Regions from separate parts of the Cricetulus griseus genome. Here region 2 is linked to region 1. A link is a contact called in public Hi-C data. All regions are on one chromosome and are shown on one strand. Each heading gives the region's core, a stretch centred on a gene start, on an enhancer-like site or on the middle of the called end of the contact. The rest is flanking DNA. Distances are from core to core; before and after follow the strand shown.

Region 1 (7,816 bases), core at 3,071-5,570:
TTATTTAAGTTTAAAGGGGACAGGTGGATATGGGTATGAAAGGAGAAGTTCACTGAGTGGGTAGCATCTCAGTCATGTGGGTGAACAACTCGATGACTGTGCAATAATGCAGAGCACCTGGAGATGCCAGGCAGGATAGAGGAAGAGGTAAATGGAATGTTTTATGCTAGGCTTATTTTCATATTAACAACAACTTTTCTTTTAAAAAGAAGAGTAAGAGTCCATATGATAAACAGAACCTACTTAGATGATTATCTTCACTTGAAACTCTACATTTATTAAGTCTGAATAAGGGCCACCCACCATCTTCTCTGGTTCTTCCTTCTACATTTACAGAAACTGAGAATGGACCCTTGCTCTCAACTGTGAAACTGCACATGGGGAGGTTTGATCTGCTCCAGCTCCAACTCAAGAGTGAAAAGAATTAGAAATGATGCAGCTGAGCCGGGCATTGGTGGTGCATGCCTTTAATCCCAGCACTAGGGAGGCAGAGGCAGAGAGATCTCTGTGAGTTGGAGGCCAGCCTGGTCTCCAGAGCGAGTGCCAGGATAGGCTCCAAAGCTACACAGAGAAACCCTGTCTTGAAAAACCAAAAAAAAAAAAAAAAGAAAAAAAAAGAAAGAAAGAAAGAAAGAAAGAAAGAAAGAAAGAAAGAAAGAAAGAAAGAAAGAAAGTAATGATGCAGCTGTCAGCAGGCACTGCCTAGAGCTTTACATCCAACCACAACCTCACACCTGGGCACCACCCACAACCTCACACCTGGACATCTTTCTCCTTAATGAAAGGTGGAATTTCATTCTGCCACAGGAAGTAACGTTTCCTTTCCCTTAGCCCTCGATGGCAAGCTCTGTTCCCTGATGATTCCCAAAGGTGAGGTCAATTTCCAGTTCCACCCTTTCCATTCCCATCATCAGGTGCCCCCTTACCTTTTTGAGGAACAGTTTCTGCAGTTTCCTGTGTGACAGCCTGATCATCTCTCACTGCCCACAGACACGGGAGCCATTCTGCCCGCCGAACAGCCACTTCTTCTTTTATCATCTCCCTCAGTGCTGCGCCAGCGCGTCCCCCGCATTGGCGGCAACCCAGGTCATCTCCTTCCCTCCACCCTCAGCCCTCTTCAGCAGCCACCAAGGCCATCAGAGGAGGCGTCCACCTCCTAGGCATCAGCTGGGTGGCTGCAGACAAAACCCAGCTCTGTCAACTCCAGAAGATAGGAAACAGCAATCAGCCCCAAGGCACCACTCTTCCTGTGTGCTAAGTGCAGGCTCCCATTCTACTCACAATCCATACGGGGCTACTACATCTGGCAGAATCCATCAAAGACAAGGCTCTGAAGAATTATTGCAATGTTCAAAACTGTCAGAGACCTGCAGTGGCAGCCCCGTGACCCTCCCCAAGCTGACAGCCTCCCTTGGCAGCATGTAAAAATACCCTCCTTTTCCCCCTGCTATGGCCTTGGCACAGGTGTCAGCCCCAGCTGAAGGACAGTAAATAAAAACAGTAGCTTATTTTTGTAGGTGGGTCCTCCTGTGCACAAGGCTGTGTCACAGTGTGAGTCACACACACACACACACACAGAGAGAGAGAGAGAGAGAGAGAGAGAGAGAGAGAGAGAGAGAGAGAGAGAGAGAGAGAGAGAGAGAGATGTTTGCAGCCTCCTTGTTCTGGGACTGGTTTTGGAGGTAGAGGAAAACTTCAACATTACTTCCAGCAGTTGACAGGGACATGGGACATCAAGGAAATGAGTTGAAGCTAATGTTCTTATTTTCCTCACAATTGTCATTGTCTTTGTCTCTGGTTAGATATCTATCTTGTGTGTGTGTAACAAGGTCTTACTGTAGCCCAAACTGACCTTGAATTCACCATCCTCCTGCCTCAGACAGAGTACCTGGGATTACAGATGCTCATCAATCATCTGGCCCTTCTGTCTCCTTCTCCTTCTCCTTCTCCTTCTCCTTCTCCTTCTCCTTCTCCTTCTCCTTCTCCTTCTCCTTCTCCTTCTCCTTCTTCCTTCTCCTCCTCTTCCTTCCTCCTTCTCTTCCTCCTTCTTCTTCCTCTCTTCCTCTCCTCCCCCTCCTTTTCACTCTCCTCCTCCTCTTTGTCAATATTAAGAGATTGAAGCTAGAACCTTGGCTGGGCAATACCCACCACTGAGCTACATCTCAGTCCTCTTTTCATTTTGGAAACAAGGACTTGATAAGTTGTCCAGGCTGGCATTGCCTTGGAGCCCTCCTGCTTCAGCCTCTCAGGAAGGTGGATGTGCAGCCTGGGCCACACTGCCAGTCCTTCCCTCATTCACCTCTTCTCTCTGTCTTACTGTGCTCTAGACAACACTGACAACAGCTCAGTCTTACTTCTCCTTCTATGAAACCAGCAGACCATTGAGAACAAGCCCTCGCCATTCCTGGCGTCCAGAGTGGATCTGCATCCCTCCCTCCCCAGAAGCCCTGGGTAGGGCCTTCATTGTCTTAGCAGGAAGAACTTCTCACCCACTCTACTGCTAAATGGGAACACAGCTCCACAGTAACTGTGGCCTCCTGCCCAGCCCTGCCTTTCTCTGCACCCAGCCACTGTGTTGACTACTGGTAACATTGTGAAGGGAATGGTGAGGCTTCTGCACGGTCCTGTGGGGTATCCCACCGATGACAAAATAAAATGTTTCCCTGCAAACTTGGATTCATGTGGCCTTAATGAACAAGTTTGTTTTAATTATTTTAATCCACAATGACCAGACTCGCTTGAAACATAAGTATATTTTACTGGATTTTGACTGAGGTGAGGAAGAGTGGGGAACCTCTGGAATGGTTTCAAGTGCATGCAAATAAAAATGCAGGGTTTATACAGAAACAGCTGACCTGAACAAGGGGGAGCTCATGGACCCCAGACTGATAGCTGGGAAACCAGCATAGGACTGTTCCAGACCCCCTGAAGGAGGACGTCAGTTTGGAGGTCTATGGGGCCACTGGTAGAGGATCAGTATTTACCCCTAGTCCACAAATGGACTTTTGGAGCCCACTCCACATAGAGGGATTCTCTCTCAGCCTAGACACACTGGGGAGGGTCTAGGCCCTGCCCCAAATGATATGACAGGCTTTGAAGATCCCCCTGGAAGCCCTCACCCTCCCTGGGGAACAGAAAGGGGTTGGGATAGGGGGTCGGTGGGGGGCAGGGGAGGAGGGGAGGGAGAGGGAACTGAGATTGACATGTAAAAGAAGCTTGTTTCTAATTTAAATTTTAAAAATGCAGGTTTTATTTTCACTCACCAGACCCCCCCCCCCCCTCCCCCCCCCCCCCCCCGTTCAAGCCCTGCACAAGACACTTATCTTGTGCAAGGAAAAGATCCTAGCTTGACCCCTATCATTATATCATTGTCATTCAGGACTGGCTGCTTGGAATCAAAGGTAATTATTGAGGAGCAAACATTTTTCTCAGTTTCCCTTCGGCACATAATAGAATTAAGCCTTTGAGTTGTTTACATACCTTCTTCCAAGGGTGCATGGTCTATTGCCCCAAAGAAGGGGCCCTACAAGGGAAAAGACACATCTAACAATATCAAAGATAAATTCTCCCAGGCTCTGTTAGCCTTCTGCAAACAGACTGAGTTCCACCTTACTCAGCACTGAGAGGTCAGTGCAGGTGAGCCAACACAGCAAAGCTCACAAATGACCCAGCCTGACATGCTGTTGGCCTGGGAAACGAGAAGGAGCCCCCTCATTGGAGGTTCTGTCACACTTGCCCTTGATGGCCACATAGCTGAGTATGGAGTTGGTATAAAAGGAGAGGGCTTGATGGAGGTCTGGGGAGCGGGACTGAATAACCCTAACCTAAAATCACTACATTTTATAATTGTGGTTTGAGCAATCCTAAATGTAATTGCATTCAAACTTCCACAAGAATTAAAAAGCAATTACCCGGGACTTGGTCCCTTTGAAAGTGCATTCGCCAGCAGACCAGGGCTTTGATCTCTGGGGAAATGGTGGTCATGTCAGGTTGGAGTGCAGTAACAGAAACCTTTCATTTTTAATGGAATGTAATTGCAGATGCATGTAAGTTGTAGATTGGATGTTGTCATGGTGACTGTGACAAGAACTGCCTTCATTGAGTACCATGGGGGATCGCCATAACAACCTTGGCTTATTCATATCCAACTGAATATTTAAAGAAATGATTTTGAGAAGCAGTTCTCTGTTTGTTGGTCACGCCTTGAGGAAATGCTACCCTTGCCACATGGGCACCACTCCAGCAACAGTAATCAGAGGTCACACAGTCACATCCAAAGAACCAACGCCCAGGGCTGTGACAGCATTGCTTCCTGTTCCCTTCCCACCATCGTGAGGTCAGTCTTGAGCATCGTGTCTTCCTCTGCTACATGCAGCACTGTGTTTACTCATCTCAGACCCACTCAGCACAAGACAAGGAAGGACACCATATGTCGTGCCCTCCCCACTATCAGCAGGGATGGAAGTGAAGCCTGTCACCTCTGTGCATCGTGTAGCTGCCCCATGTCAGGACAAGGACACAGGATCTTAGGGCAGGAGTGTTTCCAGGTGGACTCCTCTCCCTGCAGAGCTGCTGAGGAGAGAGCCCTGGTGGAGGCCTGTCGGGAAACCTCCTGACAGTGTGACAGGAAATCTGTCTGATGTGCTAAGACCTGGTGCCTTCTATCAGCAGTCCTCACAGAAATGCACAGCCTGTCTCCTCTGGACTGAGGCCCCTGACTAAGCCTTTGAGATCAACAAGCTGGGAGCACAGAAGAGAAACTGAGGGTCAAAGAAGTCACCTACGAAGTGGAAGTAGAATTCTCTTTCCCACACTTTTCTGTCTCCGGCCCCACTCATTCCCACATTCCACTGCATTTAATCTCAAATGCATTTTTATAGCCACTGTTCCTTGGCACTTCAGCAGTTAGTCTAGACCTCAGCATCCTCCAGGGGCTCCAAGTATGTGTATACGTGCCCCAGATGTGTGTCCATATGTGCATGCCCACTCCCATGGGAGAGGGAGGAGAGCATGCAACGGCCTCAGTGCTAATACTCTGCATGGTCCCTACACATGATGCAGGCACAGCTGAGTTGTTGTATGAGTGAAAGCATACTGTGGAATGGGCTCTAGCTTCCCAGAAGAACTAGTCTAAAGTCACGGGGGGTCAACTCCAGAAGGCATGGGGGTGAGGGCCCACCATACCCCCACCGCTCCAGCCTCTGAGGATGCTCTGGGTCTCTGGGAAAGCCCAAGCAGCTCCATTCACAGGTAAGTCATCAGCTCTGAGGAGGACTCACAGAACTCCCCAGTCTGGCTCTTCTGGAAATGTCTTCACCTCTGTCCACTCTGGCTGCAGGTGGAGAAACAGTTACAAGAGGAGCCTGGGCCAGCAGGAAGTGTGGGAGGGAGTGGCTTCCACAGTAAATGTATAGATTCAGATGCCTGGCCTCTTTCTACAGCTGGACAGATGCTACTCCACATGCGTATGGGCGATCGACGAGTACGACATCATGAATAACACTGTTTAGAAGAGGGTCTTCGGAGATGACTCTGTCAGTGGAGTGCCTGCTGTGCAAGCATGGGGATCTACGTTCAGATGTGCCCCCAAACATAAAAATGGTCACAGCCACGAGCTTATAGAATCCCAGCACAGAGTAGGGGTGGAAGTGGACTGTCAGGTGGCTTCCCAGAGCTCACTGGCCAATCAGTGTAGATGAACTCCAGGTTCTTCAGTGAAGGGCCTTCCTTCAAAAAGGAAGGTAAAGAGCAATGGAGGAAGACACTCAACAGCTACCACTGGTTTCCACATGCATGTAACACACATGCACGCAACACAAATGCATGTAGCACATGTGCATATAACACACATGCATGTAACACACATGCACACCCACAGGAGTGCATACTTAACCCCCACCTACCCACATGCACACATAAATTATGTAGAAGGACTACAACTGGGATCTTAAATGTCCTTCAAGTGTTGAAGAGTTGGCACATAGCCTGAAGCACTATTGGAGCCTTTAAGAGGTATGGCCTAGAGGGGGGTCTTGGGGTCATTTGTAGCATTGCTCAAAGGATGTGGGATACTGGTCTTTTATCCTCTCTTATTTTGCTATACCATGCCTTCAGAAGGTCATGAGGAGCCCTCACCCAAGACCTAGAAGCAGCACATCTGCCCAGTGAGGAACGGGAAACTGTGCAAGTGTGAGACAAATAACTCTTTCCTCTGTATAAGCTGCTGTTTCAGGCATGTTGGGGTGGTGGAGCCATGGCACAGAGGTATCAATGGGCTCACACAGCTCTTCCCAGTGATTGAATACCAAAGATAAAACCCGAGGGACATGGGTCTTGATTTTCTGTGACTATTACTTCAAGCAGGAATCTTATATTCAGAAAATGTTGGGGATCCACTCCTTCAGAGTTCCAGGAGCAAATCAGGGCAGTGGGGAGAGTCACACTCCTTGCTCAAAGTTTCTGTCTGGATTTAGCAGTCTTGTTAGGCGGCATTTGCTCAGCATTGAGCATGCAAGACCAAGAGCAATGTTAAACTCTTTCTCGGTTCTCGAACAGCTACATGGAGAAAAGTTAAATGCTATTTATTTTCCCAAAACGGATGGCAGGGGTTTATCTTGGATTCCAGTGAATACCTATATGACAGTACCGTGTTCAGAGTGAAGATACTGAGGCCAGACCGAGTGGTTCAAATTCCAAGCCACACCCTGGCTCTGGGGACACTGACATCTGTAACTACTGCCATGTGCGGCAGTGACTGGCCAATGAGTTAACACTTCTAAGAGGCTTAGGAATGGAAGTCCAAGGAAATGGATCAGTGTGTGAAACATTTGATGTAAAAGTGTGAGCACATGAGTTCAAATCCCCAAACCCACATAAAGTGAGACATGGTAGCAGGCCCGGTGCTCCTACATGATAGGCAAGGCAGAGCAGCAGACTCCCTGGAAGCCCAAATGCCAGCTAGTCTCGCATTTACAGCAATGACCAATGAAGAAATCCTACTTCAAACAGGGTTACCCTCTGACCTCCACACATGTACCACAGCACACAGACACACACACACGGACGTGAGGGGGGAGCAAAAATGTAATGAAACTTAACAAATCTAGCAAAGCAATTTGTAGATGAAAAAACCAGGATAGAGAGAAGAAAACCTGGGGCGGGGGAGCGTGTAGTAGGGCATCCAACTTGACCAGCACCCTGTCCCCTCCCTGTGTGCCTACGGCATTGAGGAAAGCCATGTGCACACCACGTGCACTGCACAGATGACTTAGCTGCCACCTTGGTCAATCTGGTATAAATCAGGTCAAGACTGTGATGACACTGACTTCAAGAGGGGCAGATGCCCCTGTCCTCACAATGTCCTGGGGAATCCTATACAGACTTTTTAAAATTATTTGTTTGTTTATTTGTTTTATGTATATGTTAAGTCTATATAGCAAGTACATGCCTGGTGCCCACAGAGACCAGAAGAGAGCATCAGATCTCCTGGGACTGGAATTACAGACAGTTGTGAGCCAACATGTGGGTGCTGGGAATCAAACCTTGGAGCCCTTGCCACCTTCAACAGTGGCTCCAGGACCCTCCCAATTGCCAACTCTGTGCCGCCCAAGTCCCTAGCATGAAATGACAGTATGTATACCACCTGTGCAGTGGTTCCCTGACTTTAAGTCTTCTCTAGATGACGCACGATGCACGATACATGTGCTGTTACACTGGTTAGCAGATGCTAGACCAGGGCCCATATATTGTCCACACAGAAATTTTTTTGACTGGTGGGCCTGTGTGTGTAAGGAACACAGTCCCGTGGCCTGTGCAC
Region 2 (7,816 bases), core at 1,704-4,203, 250 kb before region 1:
GTGTGTGTGTGTATGGGGAGTGGGGGTGGGTGTATGTGTGGGTGTGTGGGTGTGTGTGTGTGGAGGGTGTGGGTGTATGTGTGTGTGAGTGTGTATATATATGTGTGTGTGCTGTGTGAGTGTGTGTGTGTGTGCCTGTTGTTTTCCTCCTTTAAGGGTGAGGAGAACACTTCTCTTTCCTTCCATAGGGATCACCTTTAAGAATAGGACCACAGATCAGATGGACTGAATCTTACAGAGAGAATGTACACATTAGAAGTTTCTGGCCATTTTGCTCTCCCAGTTCTGGAGACAATGGGGAAGTGATTGCATTTTGGTCTTAACATTCTTCTCCCTTTCTGGGAACTTTGCTCCTAACACCAGATTCGGAGGATTTGGTGCAGAGGACTATGGTGGCAAACCAGAAGTGCATCTCTGCCAATCAAACCCCTGGATACTTTTCTCACATAGAATAGTTCTTTTAAAAAAGTTCTGTTTTTATTAATATATGCGAATCGCATATTTAGATGAGAGATTGCTGTGATATTATTCCCCCAGTGCACAAAGTGTCATAAATGCAACCTACAATTCAGGTCTTCCAGAAGGAGGCATGGCTCCCAGGGGACGCATGGAACTGGGGGCCTTGAATCTCCAGTGAAGGACGGTGTTAACTTTCCAGAACATGTGTGCTGTAAGAAACTCTTAGCAGAGGACCAACTGTGTCAGTCAGATTCCCGTCCCTGTCAGAAAAGACCCGAGGGAACCAACTTAGAAGGAAGAAAATTTTGTTTAGGCTTCTGGTTTCAGAACTTTCAGTTCACAGCTTCTGGGCTCTGTCACTTTGGGCTTGTGGCGAGACAGAGCACTGTAGCAAAACTACTCACTTATGACAACCAAGAAGGGGAGAGGGGGAGAGGGGGAGAGAGATAGGAAGGGAGGCAGAGGGGGAGACAGAGGGGAGGGGGGGAGGGGAGAGAGGGAGGGAGACAGACAGAGGGGGAGAGAGTGAGAGAGAGTGAGAGAGAATGGCCTGGGACTTCACTAGTTCTTTCAAAGGCATGTTCCTAATGACCTAACTTAGCCTTAGCCTCCACCACCTACCAATAGCAGCACCTACTGGACATCAGTGTTGCACATATGATCTTTGGGGGGGACATCTGAAATTCAAACTGTAACTCCAACCCACAGTAGTTCTCAGACCCTAGTAAACCTTGACATCAACAAGCCACCCACCTGGGAAGAGGGATGGGCAGCGTGTCAGTGACCAGGGGCCAAACTCATGAGATAACTCAAGGTGACTTCTGCTTCACCTTCCCCGTGGTGAAAACACCATTTTTTTTTTTTTTTTTTTTTGTTTTTTGTTTTTTGAGGCAGGGTTTCTCTGTGGCTTTGGAGGCTGTCCTGGAACTAGCTCTTGTAGACCAGGCTGGTCTCGAACTCACAGAGATCCCCCTACCTCTGCCTCCCAAGTGTTGGGATTAAAGGAGTGCGCCACCAACGCCCGGCAGAAAACACCATTTTCTGAACACTTCCTCATTACATGACATAGTGCCGTGACCTTTTGATGTTCTCTGTGGGATACTGTGTTATAGTGACACCCATATCCCTCTGCCTATCTTCAACAGTGCTTGCTGTGTGACCTCTCTGACCAGGGGCTCACATCTTGTCCTTCCATATACATTAGGAACCTAACACAGTGTGGGATGCTGTTCCTGAGGAGCCCCGGGGGCCACCTCTACACACTGCAGTCGGTTCTGCTTGTAGAATTAAACCCTCCCCTCCATCCTTTAACCCCTCCACACCTTTGCTTTCTGGGAAGAAAGCTAGAACATGAATCTTCTACAAAAAGAATCCCTGAAACACTGAAGAGTCATCTCGTGCCTCACAGAAAAGAACATGTCCTCCCCTCCTCACGTGCTCTGTGAGGGCTATGTACCAAGGCCCCCACCTCTACATGCTTGGGCTACTTGGTGACTTCACCTATGGTCTCTGAGCCCCTTACTGCAAGGGGATCCTCACACATTCAGTCAAAAGGCCCCAGGTTTCTTGTGGCAGCCACCAAGCATAGGCTCTGTGACATTAGCAGGCCTCCTAAGGAACCTAATACCCCACTCAGTACTGACAAAATGTAAGATATGGTTAGGTAAGGACCTAGTACTAAATTAACACTGTCAATATCAAGGTCATGTTAGTCATGCCACTATATCCTCAGTGTCCACAGTGAGCCCTCAGATATACTGTGATTGATGTATTGCTAGCTTTCAAACAGCGACTGGAATCAGAAAGTTTTAATCTTCACACCCCAGGTTTTCTGTGGGCCTCTTCAGTTGACCCAGTGGAAGCTGCAGCTTTGTTCTGACAATAAACAGGGTCAGATCCTAAGAGAAGTGACAGCCTCCCATGAAACAAATAAAACAAAAGACTGGATATGTGGAAGCAATGTGCACATGTGTGCGTGCGTGCGTGCGTGCGTGCGTGCGTGTGTGTGTGTGTGTGTGTGTGTGTGTGTGTGTTTGTAAGGATTGGGGAGTTTCCTGGCATGATTTAAGGACTGCAAATGTCCTGAAAAATCTGACGCATTTTCAGAAGCCTGACACCTTCTCGTGGACTAGAAGAAGGGAGCCACGGTGTTCTGTATTCTCAGCTCTTCACCTGTCACTCAAAGGCATCCCAGAGGCTGGACCAGCTCAGAGCGAGATCACACTGAGCTACAACCAGAGTTGTAGAAAGGAATGGCAGGTCTCAAGACAAGAGGCAGAGTTCTACCCAATCCATTCCCCATCCAAGGGACATGCTGCTTCTTGGCCTGGCTTACCTCCTCAGGCTTGCTGCCCTCCCCAGGGCCCTGAGCTGTAGCATCGGTCTTCTTCTCATGGTTGGCCCCTGCTCCCTGACTCGGGTCCTCTAGCATCGTTTGACTTCACTGACTCTGTAGCCTCGAGGTGACCAGTAAGCATTCTGATTGCAAAGGAGAAGGGTCACGGGGGCTTCTTGGTGCATCCCATCTCTGTCCCTCTGGTTATCAGCTGATGGTCTTCCAATCCTCCCACTTAGGATGGAGAAAGCCCAGCCATGCTTCACTGAGTCTCCCACCCTACTGCCTGGAAGTCTCCACCTGGAGCTGACCAAGAAAAGGTTTCCATGTCTGGAAACCACAGACTGGAAAGGACCTGGCCACTTACAAGTGGTGTGTCCCCAAAGGTGGGTGGGAGATGCTTTGATTTGGGGAGTCAGCATGGTGCCTGATCACGTGAGTGATCACCACCAGCATTACCTTGAGGTGAGCAGGGCCTCAAGAGGGCACCTGGGAAGTCTTAGTCCTTCATCAGACCTCTGCTATGAATGCCTTTGACTGCCTCTCAACAGGACAAACCTCTGTCCCCAACCTACAACTCCATAACCTAAAGTAATGATGACATAGAAGCAGGGGTTCATGGAAACCTTAGAGTTGGAGCCTTGGGGGAAGAGCCCAGCAAGAGACAGCTCAGTGGAGAGGAAAAGCGAGGAGCAGCCTTCCATGGGATAACACAGGCACCAGCAACTAAATAACTCCCCTCCCACTGGCCACCAAAGCCCCACTACAGCTAATTCCCACCCCCTTTCCAGTGTAGGGGATGGTGACCACTGGCGGGTTTGGGAAAGAAACTGAGGACTGGTTAATGGCAGGGTCTCTCAGGCAGAACCTTTGGGAATGTCCTAACCCCAAATCATAAATATAGCAACACATTTCCTGTTTTCTACACATAAATACTTGTGTTCACAAACTTAGGCCATATGTTTAAACAAAAAATGAGAAGCTGAGCCACAGTGACAGGGAATCTGGCTGGAGACAAGGTGTTTCCTAGTGAGAGACAGACAAAGGCATCTATATAGCAGAGCTATTCGCAGCCCACCTCATCCTTGCTGGCCCCAGGCCCCATGGTTTTCTGCCAAATTGGACTGGCATCCATGGTTTCTCAGCAGAGGGACTCAACACTCCCCAACTTTGGCACCTAAACCCCTCTCTCCAGGGAGTACCCTCCCTCCATGCCCCCCCCAAGGCATCCTGGGTCATTTCACCTAGCCTAAGATGGTGGCTTCTGCCAAGACATTGCTCATCTAGGCCATATCCCAACAGCTCTCTGTGCCCTCCACACATCTAGCTTTAGAACTCCAGGGAACCTGCCCATTCTAAACTGACTCTCTGTCTTAAAGGGCCAGGCCGACCCATGCAGCCTTGGGATTTTACAAGGTTAAACAGCAATTACCCATGATGCAGCTAGAGTAAGCGCATGTCCATCTGCATAGAGAAGGGGAGGGGGCCCGATTGTCTGCCCCGTTGGTGATGACGATACCAAGTTTTCCACAGGCAACAGTGAAAACTCAATTCTCTCAGCACATGTTCTTGAAAAACTATAAAGTTCCTTCAAAATAAAAACAAAGCTGCTTAGAGACATTTGCAGGGAGAATATGATCTCTATGAAGCTAAACAGGAGACACAAGGCAAAATTTCAATATTCCACAGAATGCTTCTTCTGCTAAATAGTTCCTCTGGGTTTTGTGACTAAGTGCAAGGATGAGAAACAGTGAAAAAGTCGGTGCACAGCCGTAAGCCCTGGCCCTCACTTCTTACCCACAGCACAGTATTTAGAGTGGTTAAATATTTTAAGGCAAATAGAAGGAGCTTGTTTTCTTTTACAAGAGTGTGTCATTGCATACCTAGGAACCCTTGGTCACACTGATCCTGGGCACATATCAAGTTCTAACTGTTTTGGGATTGACAGTGCTACCTTTGGGAGACCTTAAATTGCTTCTCTTTCTAATCATCAAGTTCTACTTGGGCCAGTCCTTCTTAGCAAGAAGAAGACAGGTGCCCAGACTTTGATTGTATTCACTGGATGATGAGACATCCAGTGCCTGGCTCTGGTCAGAGGTACTCCTGTCTGGCAAGGGATCCCTGGCATGGGTCTATGTGAGTGTGTCTACAGAACCCTCTGGCCTCACAGCTGGAGAGAGAGTAGAACTTTGGAGGCCGGAAAAGAGCCACACCTCCAGCAGACTGCTACACACCACTGCACCTGCTGCCTTGCTTGAGAGCAGGCTGGGTGGAGGATGTCACAAGTACACATCTGAAAAGGGCCACACTGCATTGCCTTCTGCCTCTGATGGGCAAACATCAGCAGAAGGCGAAGCCCCTTGGAAGTGCCTGAATCTGCTTGGGACACTGTTCAGCCTGTGACATGGGATAGGCAGAAAACAATGGCATCTCGAGTGAGGAAACACTGCCCATGCCTTTACTGCATTCCAGACTCATCTTTTGGTCACTCATGTTCTTATATACATAGAGGAGGTGGCTGCATATCTCTCATTTACCTGGGAGCAAAGGTCAGTCCCAGAGTTGACTGTTAAGGGGGCACAGACACACTTTCTAGGAAATGTACAAAGGAGGGTCCTAAAGACTGAAAGGGTTCTACATGTGATTCCTGCAGACTGGTAAGGTGATTTGGGATTTTTATCTCCTAGTAGCCCATGCATGACTTCTGAACGTCAATACTTAACTGTGTGTCTATGAGAGATGCATTAAGGTGCACTCTGGGACACTCCCACTTCTCTGTGAACTCAGGTAACAGTAGACGCCAGGGACTGTCTGCAGGTGTCCTGATAGTCCGTCATAGAATAATCAAGGCAAAACTATAATCTATGGCTAAGAAAGAACACAAGCCCCAAGTAAAATCCAGACTCAGAGGTCAAACCTTAATAAGCTGCACAGCCCAACGATAACACACAAGAATATGTTTGTCGGTTCCAGTCTCCTCCTCTTTAAGATGTGTGCCATCGAGACTGTCAATCAACCTCATGAATTCTGTTGAATAATTGTCTTGCCCGCTCTGAGAATAAAGTGGGTAGATGGCTAAGGCTGAAGAAATGATGAGGGCTTTATTCAGACAGCATTAATAATTCAAATTGGAAAACAGAAGGTCACCATGTGGGAGTAGCAAGTTGAGTAGGATGGTAGAACCTTTGAACTAGTGGTAATAGAAGGACTCCAACCAAAAGGTTGGCAGTAAATGTCATAGCTCTCTGCTCTCAGGATGCCAAGGGAGCAGTCCTCTGACAAATAAGTCTACAGAAGGTGTGTTAGTCAGGGGTCTCTAGAAGAACAGAACTTATAGAAAGAATATATATGAAATACATGAAATATATGGATATATATCATATATATTCTTTCTATAAGCTCTGTTCTTGTATATATGAAGGGGATTTATTAAAATGGTTTATAGCCTGTGGTCCAGCTAGTCCAACAATGGCTGCCTACCAATGGAAGTTCCAAGAATCCAGTAGTCATTCAGTCCCTGGGGCTGGATGTCTCAGCTGGTCTTGAGTGTCCTACACCAGAATCCTGAAGAAGTAGGCTCTAATGCCAGTAAATGAATGGACTTGCTAGCGAGAGTGAGGGCAAGCAGGCAAAGAGAGCAAGCTTCTTTCTTCTGTGTCCTTTATGTAGGCTACCAACAGAAGATATGGCCCAAATTAAAGGTGGATACTTAATTAAAGTCCCTCACAGGGTTGTCCAGCCATTTGGGTTTTAGCTAGTTTCAGATGTAGTCAAATTGACAACCTAGAATAGCCATCACAGAAGACACACCACAGAAAACAGTGGCAGAAGGAAAGAGACCCAAGAGGCTGAGGCAGGAATGAGTCCCTCTGCCAGGTGCTGCAGACATTATAGGAATGTGTCTAGGGAGTCTCAAAGGCAGGAGTTGCCACCTGTTTTTCGTTCCCCAAGGAGTTGTCTAATGAATTTGACAATATAGAGGCCAGGAACCTAGTTATATAGACCCAGGCAGACTCTGATTGACTGGGTGTATGTATGCAAATGAGGTGAAAACTAAGAACCAATCAAGGGGAAGCCTGTTAGCCCAGCAAGCACAAGCCCACAGAAAGGGTTCCCAACCAAGCCAGTGGCTCCATTTCTTTTTCAGACGTGGTTGTCTTAGGGAAGCAAGCACTCTGGGGTCAGAAGGGCACATTTGGGGATTTTCTGTTTGAGTGTGAATATCACGGGCCATGCACCCTTTAGACACAGGCTCCTGACAGCACTCTGTAAAGTTGATAACCTTGTCCTTAAGCCCAGTAGTGAGGCAGCAGTTCTCAACCTGTCGGTGGAGACCCCTTTGGGGGTCACATTATCAGGTATTTACATTATGATTCATAATAGTAGCAAAATTACAGTTGTGAAGTAGCTATGAAAATAATCTTGTTTGGGGGTCACCACAGCATGAGGAGCTGTATTAAAGAGTTGCAGCATTAGGAAGGTTGAGATCCACTGGCTTAGAGAAACCACCATTTGCACCACTGGGTACATGCCTTCTCTGGCAAACACCTGGATTCTGTGTGGTGGGGGTACATGACACTTTTCATGGTGACTGTTCTCTGAGCAGAGAGATGTCCGGAGTGGATGGTGTGGTGAATCTTCACATCTGCTTGTGTTTTCAGAAGGATCTGAGTGACATGGGACAGGGATGGGTCCTAGGGAGGAGACACAGTCATACACAGACTTGGCAATGAGCTTTCTTTCCTATATGACCCAGAGAGCTACTTCAAAACAACCTTGACTTCTGGCCTCAATGCTGGGAAAGGCCACTGAGGGTGAACCCAGAAAGGCTCCAGATATCAGTGTCAGCTGTAGGGTGTGTACATTTTCCTGATGAGAATCTAAACACAAGGTAAACGAACACACATGAGCCTGACATTGGAGTGACACCTTGGACATAGGAATTCTGTTCCCTTCCAGCTCTTCTGGGGACGTACCGCTTGGATTGCAGCACCAAGTGATTTGTGCACACTTTCATTTTGC

Evidence for each region. Hi-C and Micro-C count contacts between places; a contact is called where the count stands out from the background.
Region 2: a contact with region 1 is called in a Hi-C map of liver, with 3 times the contacts expected there. The contact joins the promoter of LOC100772850 here to the enhancer-like site in region 1. A contact is called at or near these places in 2 of 8 Hi-C or Micro-C datasets (fibroblasts and liver).

Annotation. Positions count from the first base shown.
Region 1 is chr2:292,516,630-292,524,445 of CriGri-PICRH-1.0, reverse strand. The region is part of intron 3 of LOC100773612 (ribosomal protein S6 kinase alpha-2); the gene reads right to left. Among named protein-coding and RNA genes, the nearest start is that of Rnaset2, 100 kb to the right of the region's middle. Within about 2 kb of position 4,320, at least 1 of the 6 cell types and tissues checked has open chromatin away from gene starts, as enhancers often do.
Region 2 is chr2:292,764,456-292,772,271 of CriGri-PICRH-1.0, reverse strand. It overlaps LOC100772850 (centromere protein J), which reads right to left and starts at 2,953. Exons shown (of 11, transcript XM_027400967.1): 1 at 2,791-2,953; 2 at 2,087-2,090. The coding sequence starts at 2,890.